Linked DNA regions of Mus musculus: region 2 is linked to region 1. The links are chromatin contacts, called in public promoter capture Hi-C maps. All regions are on one chromosome and are shown on one strand. The core of a region is the stretch at or near the end of the contact, and the rest is flanking DNA. Distances in the headings are between cores, read along the strand shown. Region 1 holds the start of Fbxw2 (F-box and WD-40 domain protein 2). Region 2 overlaps Cntrl (centriolin).

Region 1 (5,606 bases), core at 3,042-5,541:
GTCGACTCAAACGAGAGCACGCTCAGTATTAGGCAGTGGTGTACCAAGCATTGATGGCATAAAGATGGCACATCTCCCAATGTTTGGCTGGCCTCTTTAAAAAATTAAGAGTTCGCCCTAGGTCGTCTGGCAGTTGTAGTCACACAGATCCACAGTATCCAGTGACAGGCAACTTTCCTTATGCACAGACCAACCTAAGACATGGGGCCTGGAGGCGATAGGGTAACCCTTGGACGGGTAAGGCCGTGACATGAAAGGATCGACCTAAGACAGGAGACGTGGCCGATGAACAGACTTGCCCAGACCTAGTCCAGCATCATATTATTAAACAAAAAAGGGGGAGATGTAGGCAGCTGGCGCCTAAAAGATGGCGCCGGTCTCTGGTACACCGGTCTCTGGTACACCATCACCGTAAACAACAGCACTACGCAGGCGCTAGCCCGAATCTGACGCCAACCCCTCCCGAACGGGTGCATGCAAATTAAGGTGCCAGCAGACTGACCAATCCCAGGAGGACACAAAGCTTTTCCCTGTGCTGGGGTGTATATAAGGAGTCCTCCCTGGGTTCCCGTAGCATCGAGGCGTTCCTGGAATAAAGCTGTTGAGAAGAATCTGACCGTTTTGTGTTTTCCTTGCCGGACGAGGTGGGCACAACATCCACTCATCTCCAATCCCTTTGTATCTGCCCTGTACTCTTGCAACCTCCCTCCCCCACAAAAGAAAATAACAAAATGAAAAATCTGGTCATGGAAGTTGTAGTGTGTCCCAAAGTATACCCTTCTGTCCACACATCTTTACTTGCAAATGTTCATTGCAATGAGTCATTGGTCTGGTTTCTGCTACTCACTATCAATACCGGATCCTTACTGAGACTCCTTTTGTAGCCCTATCCCATGTCAAAGAGGTCCTGCAGCTTCATGGACTCCAGCAGTTTAGAGAAGCGGTAGATCCTGGGGTGGGACAACCCTGGCTCTGGGCCTGGGTGGTAGCTGAGTTGGTGAAGCTGTCTGTTCTCTAGCACTCACATCATAACAGTGAGCTCTTCAGTACTGGCCCTGTTATCTCACCCAACCTCTCAGCTGTGGAAAACCTTTGGGGGACCGCTTAGCAGGAATCTGACATTCACCAAGGACAAGGAAATGGGCTTCAGGCAGGAATCTGACGTCGTTAGGACGTGACAAGGAAGTAAGCTCAGGCAGGAATCTGCACATATTTGTACTTCTTAGTGGCTCCTGTGGTGGGTGAACCGTTGTGCCTCTCAGATCTGGTTCTTAATACTGAAAGTCCTGCTGCTTTGTGTCCAATCCTGAAGACAGTATGATGAGAGTGTGATTGGGACAGAGGAGGAGGGCACAGTCTCCCTGGGTCACTGAGCAGGTGTTGAGCATCCTTAAAGCACTGAGATGGTTCAGGAGGTAAAAGGGGAAGAACTAACTCTTGTAAATTGTCCTCTGACCTCCACACATGCATCATGGTATGTACACACAAACACACACTTTTTATTATGTGTCTAGGTGTTTTTTTCTTGCATGCATATCTATGTATTACTTGCATTCCTGGTACCCAGACCAGAAAAGGGTGTCAGATCCCCTGGGACTGGAGTTACAGACACTGTGAGCTACCATGTGGGTGCTGGGAATTTAACTTGGGTCCTTTGAAAAAGTATCCAGTACCCTTAACTGCTGAGCTTTCTCTCTAGCCCTTAAAGTTTAATTTAAAGAAAAGCACTGTCAGACTAGTAAAAATCATTATTAGTGCTAATGATAAGTTATTTAAATCCTTACTGAAAGCTACCTGTCTAATATTCACTTCATATGAATAAGAAGCTGGGGGAATGTGACAATTTTGACTCCCTAATTAACAACTGTTGGGTTCTGCCTTGCACCCTCAATGCCTTAAGCAAAGAAACTATTAGTCAAATAGCTAGTCGATACTACCCTTACGCCAGCGCCTTGAACACTCCGAGGATGCCTTGAAAAGAATGCACAATTGCAGATGATTGCCCCAGATCCAGAAGGTACAACCCATCAGGGTTCTAAGACACAGCTTGTACCAGATTCCTGGCTATCCCAAGCATTAGTGAAATTAGATGACCTTGAAATTAGATGACCTTGAAACTATTAGTGAAATTAGATGACAGGTGGGGCACTTCTTGAGCCTCAAAGCTTCTCTGACTGCTATGACTGGTTCAAAGGAGAAAGGCTGAGATTGGCCCAAACATAAACTTTCATAATTGTGACTGATTCAGTCCCTTCTCTGGCTGTGTAATCAAGAGTGTTGCAATCAAGTCACTCAGATGACTGGGATTGGCTGGGAGACAGTGTCCTACACCTCTCCCCCTCCTGTTGCAACATTAAGCCTAGTAAAAAGCCTGTCTCACCAGTGATCCCACCAACTCTCAGTACCGTGAACTGGTTACACAGACAGCAGAGAAAGGCTTACTGATGGCAGATGGGAAACTCATGGTGGCAGCAAGAGAATCAGTCAGCATGGAAAACTTAGAAAGTGACAGCTGGAGCAGCAGCAGAGAGGCTTCAGAGTGGTCAGGAATGGAGGAAGGACAGAAGAAATAGAAAGCAAGAGAGGGCTGAAGAAGAAAAGTTTGTAACAACTGAGAAGGGAGACTGTGGGTCCTGCTCACCTCCCCAACCCGGAAAGGAGACCTTGAGCTCTTGATTATGCTACCTCTGCCTCTAAAGTGCTGGGAGTATGCACCCGGGCCACTATCTCTAGCTTGGTTGTCAAGTCTTTAAAGCCAAGATTCTCAGGGATTGTGGGCCAAGAGTTGCAACACTAGCAGGCGTTAAGGGCTAAGGAATTAGATCTACAGATCTAAGAGATCTAATTAGATCTAAGAGACCAGACACCCAAGGCTTGTATAAGAACTGTTAACTCCTTCTCCCTTTCCTCCTAGCATTTGCCCTTCTCGCCTTGTTGCTCTGGCGGCTGCTGTAAAACAAGGGAAAACAGGGCAGGTGAGATGGCTCAGTGGGTGAGAGCACTGACTGCTCTTCTGAAGGTCTTGAGTTCAAATCCCAGCAACCACACGGTAGCTCACAACCGCCTGTAATGAGACCTGACGCCCTCTTCTGGTGCGTCTGAAGACAGCTACAGTGTACTTATTTATAATAACAAATCTTTGGGACTGAGCGAGCGCCGGTCTCACATAGGGAGCGGGGTTGACCGGAGTGAGCAGAGGTCCTAAATTCAATTCCCATCATCCACATGAAGGCTCACAACTACAGCGTACTCATACGCATAAAATAAATAACTCTTAAAAAAAACCCTAGCCGGGCGTGGTGGCGCACGCCTTTAATCCCAGCACTCGGGAGGCAGAGGCAGGGGGATTTCTGAGTTCGAGGCCAACCTGGTCTACAAAGTGAGCTCCAGGACAGCCAGGGCTACACAGAGAAACCCTGTCTCGAAAACCCAAAAAAAAAAAAAAAAAAAAAAAAAAAACCCAAGGGAAACAAAAGCTTTAAATAGGAAAAACAAAAACAAACAAACCAAAAACTGGGCAATGATGGCGCACACCATTCATTAGTCCCAAGCTATTGGGAGAGGCAGGCAGATCTTTGAGTTCAAGACCAGCTTGGTCTACAGAGCGAGGTCCCGGTCAGCCAGAGTTACAGAAAAACCTTGTCCCATCAAACAGACAGGCAAAGCTTTCACACAGCAGCATTTATAGAGCTTCTTGCTTACCACTTCTATCTGGGGGGACTAAAGGCTTCACGCTAGTTAGCTGATATGTAACAAGCGCTTCGGAGAACAGCTGTCTCCGTGGCTAAGTGGCCACGTTTGGACAGCGTGCATGTATGTCCTGGGATTCGAGCTTAACCCAGCCCCTACCCAACTCCCTTACCATGTTTTGTCCTTGCTTCCTGCAGTATACTTTGTTATTTGTCCTGTCTTCCTCCTACGACTAGACATAGACCTCGCGCAGTTAGGGATTTGTTCAGCTGTGTCAGAATCGTGTTTGGGAGGTGCCAGGTGTCAATGGGCTGTTTGAATATCGTCACATGTGGATTTGGAGCCTTAGCCCTTTCTCTCCTGTGAAATATTACCCTAACTTGGTTAAAAAAAAAAAGTAGATGAGGAAAATAAACATTGTGCAAATCTAGAGGTCCACCTTGCTCAGGATCATAAGGTGTAAGCGCAGACGGTGGTACAGCACATGTTCGGCCCTTTTCCACAGTCGGGGCCATTCTTTCCCAGGTACTTGGAGGGCAGAGACGGAAGTAGAGCCGCTTCCGCCCGACGCTGGGCGCCGGAATGGCGCGCGGAGATGACGCAGCAGCACCGGAAGCCGCTCCCCTGTGAGGCTGCGGACCCAGAGCAGCGGCCGTAGGTCCAGGTCTGTATTTGCGATTGGCCGGGCCGGGCTGGACAGGAATCCCCAGCGCCCGCGGCGTTACTGACCCGCCGCCCCGGCCTGTTTTCTCCCTTTCCCCGCAGGCGCCATGGCTGTGGAGCGGACCCGGCCGCTGCGACGCTCTGGCGGCCCGAGCGCGCCTAGTCGGTGTGAGCCCGGCGCGAGGTCCCGGGCCCCGGGGCGCTCGCTCAGGTCAGTGCCGCGCGGAACACGGCTCCAGGAGCAGGGGACCAAGGGAGTCACGAACGGGCTGAGAGACTCGGAGTTAATTTTAGACAGGAAAATTAGAGCTAAGAGTTCCTGCCTTCTGGTGCTTCGGTTTTTCCTAGCCGCGAAACGAGTTAACATTGATGCCCCAAGGCTAGCACTTTAATTAATTAAAGATGATGAAATGTGGACAGGTGGTTTATAAAATGCAGAACGTAGTAGTATGTGTAGGAAGGCACCATGCTTGTGTGTATGCCTTGAAAACAGGTGTGTATTTGAGATGATGCTTCTTTTTAAAAGGGGAGAAATGACAGTATTAGTACTACATTATAACAGTAACTGGCATTTATTGTAGGCTTATAGTGTGCCAGATACTGTACAGAACGCTGTTTAACCCTAACAATCTTGTAGGTAAAACAGTACCAGGCGACAGTTTACAAGTGAGGAAATTTGGCTTGAAACACAAGAAATGATTTGCCCATGGTTACCCAACAAGTGAAATTTCAGAGCCCGTGTTTTATAAACATTATTTGTATTCTTTCAAAGGTTTAAAAGATTAGTCTCTAAATTAATGGCTTTTAGGCCAAGGGTGGTTGTGGACTCCAGCAGTCCCAGCACTCCAGTCTTGTGAATTGTGAGACCAGTCTGGGCTTCACTGCAAAAGCCTGTCTCAAAAAACAAAATAAAACAAAAAGCAAAACAAAAAGGAACAGTAAAAACAATTTTCTAAATATCACAAGCAAAAGGAGGAAAAGATCTTTACAATAGTGTAGTCACATGGTTTTAAATACAAAAAGATGTTTTGTTAAAAGGGACTTCATCCCTTTTCTTTCCAGTTCTCTCTTGAAGCAATATTTAATCAGCTTCCTCAATATTCACAGAATACTTTTCTGTACACATAATCCTCTGTGTAGACCAGACTGGCCTCAAACTCACAGAGCCTGCTTCTGCCTCCGAGGGCTGGGATTAAAGGCATGTATCACCACGCCTGGCCTACCTTTTAACTGGTTGTGAAAGGGGAGGCAAG
Region 2 (6,361 bases), core at 3,349-5,848, 310 kb before region 1:
AAGGGCCTATGGCATTTAGAGGTCTCATCTGTAGACTGACTCCCTAGTACCCTGAGACAGCCTTCTCTGGACAAGAGATTGTCCTCCCCTACTTAGCAGCTTTTCAACTTTCAGAAGAAACCATACTTTGTGGTGTGAGAGACCCACAAGAAGCTCCAGCTCATAGACAAACAGGCCATCAGGGTAACAACCACTCTACAGAGCACCGAGATGCCAAGTTCTTTACAGTCTTTCTTGTGTTTTTGTGTACCATCGTGTTTCTGATAAATCACATCAGAGAGTCAGTATTTCATTAAAAAATAAGCTTTGTGTTAAGGTAATTTTTCCTTACTATAATAAATGTCAAGAAGACTCTCGCACACAGTGGGGGTTCCCCTTCTGGCCCTGATGAGGCACAAACCACACCCAAACACCCGTTTACAGAGAGAGCCTTTACTAAGTTGGGGAAGAAAATTAAAGTGGCTGCCTTCTGATACAAGCAGGAAAATAGCAGCAAATGACCTTGCAGGTGTAATTTTTAAGTAGAGAAAAAGTGGTAGTCTGTGTTAGAATGGGCTACAATGTGGTAGCATATTTTAACTGGGCATGTTAGATGACCCAAAGGGGGCTTTTAAGGGTTCCTTTCTTCCTTCCTAATGTATATAAATTCTCTACCTGAATGTATGCTTACATGCCAGAAGAGGATACCATATCCCAGTATGGATGGTTGTGAGCCACCATGTGGTTGCTGGGACTTGAACTCAGGACCCCTGGAAGAGCAGCCAGTGCTTAACCACCTAGTCATCTCTTCAGCTCCCTAAGGGGGCTTTTAGTTGATGGCCTTCAATACTTTGATTGCTGGGCCTTGGTAGTTAGCCTCAGGAGGAGGAAATAACCAAATAAAGGAATAAACCTTGGTGGCTAGCTTTAGGAACACAATCTAATGTTTTGTTTTGTTTTGTTTTGTTTTGTTTTGTTTTGCAAGGCAAAGGGAATGGGGGAGAAAAACAAAGCCTGCCAGAGCCATATTTGCCAGTTCTCCCTGGCCATAGTCCCTTCAAAATGTATTTATTATGAGCATATTAAAGATAGTTAGGTTACAGTGTCATCTTCAGGTTAGGTATAGTAAATGCATTTGAGATATGACATTTTCAACTTGCAGTGGGTTTGTCGGACATAATCCCATCATAAATTACAGGACATCTGTCCTGCTTAATCCTGGCCATTCGTGACCTCACTCAAGACCCGTCAACCTACTAATTAGCTAGAAAAATAGGATCTACTATCTTCATAATTTGAAGCAAGATACAGTACATGTAAAGTCTGTACAAGAGTTGGACTTGAAACAACGTATCAATTCAGGGTTGTGATTCAAGCTGTGCCAAATATACACAGATAATTAGCAAAGAGAAATGAGAGAGCAACCAAAAGACTGAGCAAAGGACTTTGGTTCTTAGCAAGTTTTGTATTAATAGTTTCCCTAGATGGAAACACTCCATCCTTCAGGCAAGTTCCTTATGTAGGAAGGTAAAGAACTCGAAATAGTTTTGGGAAGTCCCCGAAACTGACCAGATTCACTATGCCCCTCTCTGTGGGATAGCAGAGCTAAGCTGCAAAGATGTCTCTTTTGACCAGAACAGCTGCCTGGAAGGGGTTTAGGCCACCTGAGTCACCTGGAAAGAGCTGTCTGCAGGCTGTATAGCATGGCCTGTGCTGGGGTAGGCTTTGGTAATATAGCTGTCTTTGAGTCATTTCTGTTCCTATTAAGCAATCCCTCACCCATATTCCTGAAAGTAACCCCAATATACAATGCACTGGACCACCAAGTTGGACTTTGGTGGTATTCATCCTTTGGTCTGTATACTCATTCCTATTTAGAGTGAGTAGACATGTGTTGTGTCTTCCCAGGATAAGTTTGTCACACAATAGGAACTATCTCTTTCTTATGTTATCATGAGTTCACTTTAACAAACTGACTTTTAAGAAAGATAAGAGTGCAAATAAGTTATACTCTACATCAGGAGGCCAGAAGGCCAAGTAGGATCTAGTTCTAACTAAGGCAGACCATGGAAAGGACCAGGTTTGGAAAGTTAACTTCAGCTTATACCTTAGATGAAGGCACCCCTGAAGACTTGATTTTAGTTCTTTTCAGTAAAAGTTGCACAGTAAGTATTTTTAGGTGAAAATATATTGGACTTTTTTTTGAGACAAGATCTCACTATGTAGCTCTACTGTCCTGGAACTCACTATGTAGACCAGGCTAGCCTTGAACTCACAGAAATCCACCTGCCTCTGCCTAGAGAATTCTGGATTAAAGGCAGGAGCCACTACTCCCAATTTGAATTTTTCTTTAAAATATTTCAAAGAAAAAGGTAAACTAAAATGAGACAATGTTAACAACTGAATAAATCAGGAAATGGACCAAAGGGATTATTCCGGTTTTATGGTCATTTTAAATTTTCATAGTAAAAATAAAAATTAATAATCCACTAAGACACATAGGGATCTATATAATCCCACACAAAGATGAAAAACTGATTACAGTTTTAATAGCATCTTTACTGAGAAGACTGTGAGAACTGACTATAATTAAGAAATCTTTTTAAAAAGAAAGAAAAAGAAAAGGTCAGGTATGGAGGTATACGCCCTAAATCCCAGTACTCAGGAGCAAATGTTCCAAAGAAATTGCACCCAGAGTTGATTTTCACCTAGTAACCCAAGCTGCTAAGTGCCAGAGTAAAGCCATCACCATCTTTGGGTGTCCCACGAGCACAGATCTTTACCTGCAGCTGCTTCAGCTGTGTACGGAGCTCGTTGTTCTCCTGTTGTTTCTCTTCTGAGGACTGGGCTTTGCCCAGGGCATCCCTGAGGGATTCTCTCTCCTTCTCCAGTTCTGTTTGAAGCACCGATTGCTCTAACTATCATCAGAGGAAGCAAAGTATCAAAGTGCAAAACAGTCAAAGTTCACATTCCAAAACAGCAAATATACATTTATACATGCATCATGCATTGCTATAGTTCTAAATTTATACACTGAAACGTACACACACAAGATCATTTTCTACATGCCCTTCTGACTATTAATACTTAATAATGAATGCATATCAGAATTTGCTCAGCCTGGATACCCCATCAGAGTCTTTAGCGTAGTCCCCAGCACCCACCTTTAACAGTAACTGTGGTCCTCAAATACCTGTATCAAAATAATTTCACATATCTATTAAAAATGAGGGGTCTAGAGAGATGGCTCAGAGGTGAAGAACACTAGTTGCTCTTCCAGAGGTCCTGGGTTCAATTTCTAGAACCCACATAGTAGCTCACAACAATCTATAACCCCAGGTCCAAGGGATTAGACACCTGCTGGCCTCTGCAGGTTACAAAAAAATATGCGTGTGGTACACAGACATACCTACAGGCAACACTCATACACATATTTTTGGAACATGCAGATGAAGCTTGGCACAGTGGTACATTTCTGTATTCCCAGCTCTTGGGAGGCTGAGGCAGGAGGAGGGAGAGGTTGGCCTGGGCTACAAAAATGAGACCTGATCTCAGAGAGGAAGAACGTGAAAGATATAGAGGAAGGGAGGGAGGGAGGGAGGGAGGGAGGGAGGGAGGGAGGGAGGGAGGGAGGGAGGAAGGAAGGAAGGAAGGAAGGAAGGAAGGAAGGAAGGAAAAAGAGGAAAAGGAAGAAGGAAAGCAGGAGAGGGGAGAAGGAAAAAAAACAACAAAATAAAGCACAACAGCAGATGACCAGTTTCTGTCTCAGATCTGACAGGTCAGAATATCTATGGAATCTGCATCCAACAAGCTTTGCAAAGGGTTTCATATAACTAAAGTGTAACAATCCAAGAAACTTAGATTCTTTATACTCTATACTTTCTATGTGGTTTGAAGCCCAGTTCTGGTAGTTAAGGGTTAGAGTACGGCTTTCAATAACTAAACATCAAGGTTCTTAAAATATTTTTGCCAAGACTTACCTAAAATTCAAGTGTTAGGCTGGAACCCCTGTTCACCACCCTCCTTGCACAAGCTGGGAAATACCATCTGCCCTTCCTTCCCTAACCCCACCCACACAGAGAAAGCTCCGGGCTAATAACTAACATGCCATATTACTTCTTGTCTTCTCTGTTTCTGGCAACCCACTCAAGAGTGCCTGCCCAGGGACTCAGTGTTTGACCACGTATGGACACAATCCAGCTCCTAGCTGGTTCTATAAAACCCTCTTGCTTTAACCTGGATGAATGACTTCACTGACCTCTACCTGTGAGATCAGAGAGCCCACCCGAGAGCTGCCTCTAATAAACCTGCCTTTATCTACTTTTAGTAAGGTCTAATCTGACCTATATCTGCATCACTGGGGGAGAGAAAAAGCCTGTCACCAAGTACAAAAGACCATCATTCAAAGTAGCTTGGGCAAACCAAAAACAAAAAGGAGTTCATTCTAAAGAGATGGCATTTAGAAATTTTATTTGCTGCTATTAAAAAATAATAATAATTTCTTTCCCCTAACCAGCTGCTTTTTGCTACTCTGATCCTGCCAAGGGTTTTATAAACTGTAGTGCTCTTGGAAAACACAATACTGACACTTGGCAAGACACCGATCTCTGGTAAGACAAGAACAGAACATTAATCACTACAGCACAGGCCTACTCTTGCTTCCTCTTCTAGTCACACACACACTCTAGAGCATGTGCCTTTACATTTATCACTTTGTACTTTGTGTGTCTGTGTTTGCTGGCAAGGATGTCTGTGTCTGCAGAGGCCAGAAGAGGACATGGAATTCTCTGGAACTGGGGTTTTGATGGTTGTGAGCCACTATGTGGGTGCTGGGATCCAGCCTGGGGCCTTAGGAGAGAGGTCAGGTGCTCCTAACTGCTGACCATCTCACTCTGATGAAGGACAGGCTACGGTGCCCACTTTCACCCTGCTACTTAACTTTTATCTTCTTTCTGCACTTTCTTTGCCCTGACATCTGAAGATCTTGCAGTACACTGCCCTCTCGAACCCTTTGTCAAGGTCACCCACCTTCCCTTTCTATCCCTTTCACTCCCACTCACCCCCATGCCCTAATGAGGCGTCCTTTCTAAAGGTGGTTACCAGTATAACAAACGAGTGATCTTTCAATCAATCATAAAAGGAAACAGCAAACTAAAATCTAAAGTCAATTTAAATAGAAGTTCTTAAAGCTATTCTGAGAAAGGAACCCTAGGCCTATCAAACCCTAACTTACCAAGGCATTCATGCCCACCGTCCCCAGCATCTGCTGTCTAAAACAGGGGTTGGGGGGGGGGGCATGAAACAATCTGGCCACATTTTAACAGGGCTATTGTTTGATTTCAGAACATCAGACTCCCAAAATATGCTCCTTTATATGTTCCATTAATCCATAGCCATTATATTAAAAATATCTGTATTAAGACAATGCCAGGTGTGGTGGCCCATGTTTATAACCCCAGCACTACAAAGCTGAGGCAGGGTGATTTCCATAAATTCTAGGCCAGCCTGGGCTACATTATATAGTGAGATGCTATCTCAAAAGAGGGACAGACAGCACAGGCTGCTTGGTTTGTATTTGGCATATGTTCCTACTTACCTGAGTACGCCTTAGGAGTTTTTCCAACTCTTGCTTGAGCTGGCTGGTTTCAGCGTCTTTTAGTTTTAACTGAGTCTCTAGCTCAGTTTCATAGGCGCTGAGATCTCCCTGGGCTTGCTGTAGGGATGCATTCACCTCATGCTGTTCCTGGAGGGCACTTTCTAGCTCTGCAAGCTCCTGCAAAGATTCAGCATGTTTAAATGCAGCGTCCTGAGTGCTGCATAAGCATCTGCAAGCCACTGTAACTAACCTGAGCACCAAATGCTGGCCAACTGCTACTGCCCAGCACAGACAGACTTTATAAACAACAGGACGCAGGGTCATGCTGGCATATCCAAGTTGAAATACAAACTCTTCTACTAAATGTCACCCGAAAATTCACCAAGTTACCAACAGGTTGCTTTCCAAAGTAATTATCTCTGTGACACTCTAGTCTGAAAGTATATGAGGAAGACAGGAGTGGGAAAACATTTATAAAAAAGGAGAATAATAAGTGTAAGTAAGGCCTGTCCTTCCCTGGACTTGGTGTTTTTACATTCACTGGTTCATCGGATAACAGCCCTGGACATTACAGTTTATACTAAGCAACTGGAGAAGTGTCTCAGGGATCACAGCACTGTGCGGCTAGAAAAAGGAGGTGAGTTATGGACCCAGATCTCTGATTGCAAAGCCCACATTTTTCTGATTAAACCATAGTGTGTCCCTTAACAAAAGAACATGAAAGCACTGGCATTCTAAAGATGGTACACTGGAGCAGGGCATGGTGGCGCACACCTTTAATCCCAG

Evidence for each region. Promoter capture Hi-C pulls out the DNA fragments that hold promoters and counts their contacts.
Region 2: a promoter capture Hi-C map of the HPC-7 cell line shows a contact between it and region 1, with 4 times the contacts expected there. The contact joins the enhancer-like site here to the promoter of Fbxw2 in region 1. A contact is called at or near these places in 14 of 39 promoter capture datasets (the C10 cell line, the HPC-7 cell line, cranial neural crest and 8 more), 5 of 484 Hi-C or Micro-C datasets (B cells, Th2 cells, bone marrow-derived macrophages and 2 more), 14 of 115 datasets of contacts at active chromatin or transcription factors (the 230-238 cell line, the SCID.adh cell line, bone marrow-derived macrophages and 9 more) and 4 of 9 other capture datasets (adipose tissue, embryonic stem cells, liver and 1 more).

What each region holds. Positions count from the first base shown.
Region 1 is chr2:34,824,920-34,830,525 of GRCm38.p6, reverse strand. Fbxw2 (F-box and WD-40 domain protein 2) reads left to right here and starts at 4,291. Exons shown (of 8, transcript NM_013890.4): 1 at 4,291-4,354; 2 at 4,456-4,564. It also overlaps a transcript of Gm34653 not described here.
Region 2 is chr2:35,137,023-35,143,383 of GRCm38.p6, reverse strand. Cntrl (centriolin) reads right to left here. Exons shown (of 44, transcript NM_001379274.1): 14 at 5,576-5,752; 15 at 2,763-2,897. Among named protein-coding and RNA genes, the nearest start is that of Cntrl, 31 kb to the right of the region's middle. Within about 2 kb of position 4,598, at least 1 of the 459 cell types and tissues checked has an H3K27ac peak or open chromatin away from gene starts, as enhancers often do. A contact at or near this core is called in the HPC-7 cell line, where this site is marked.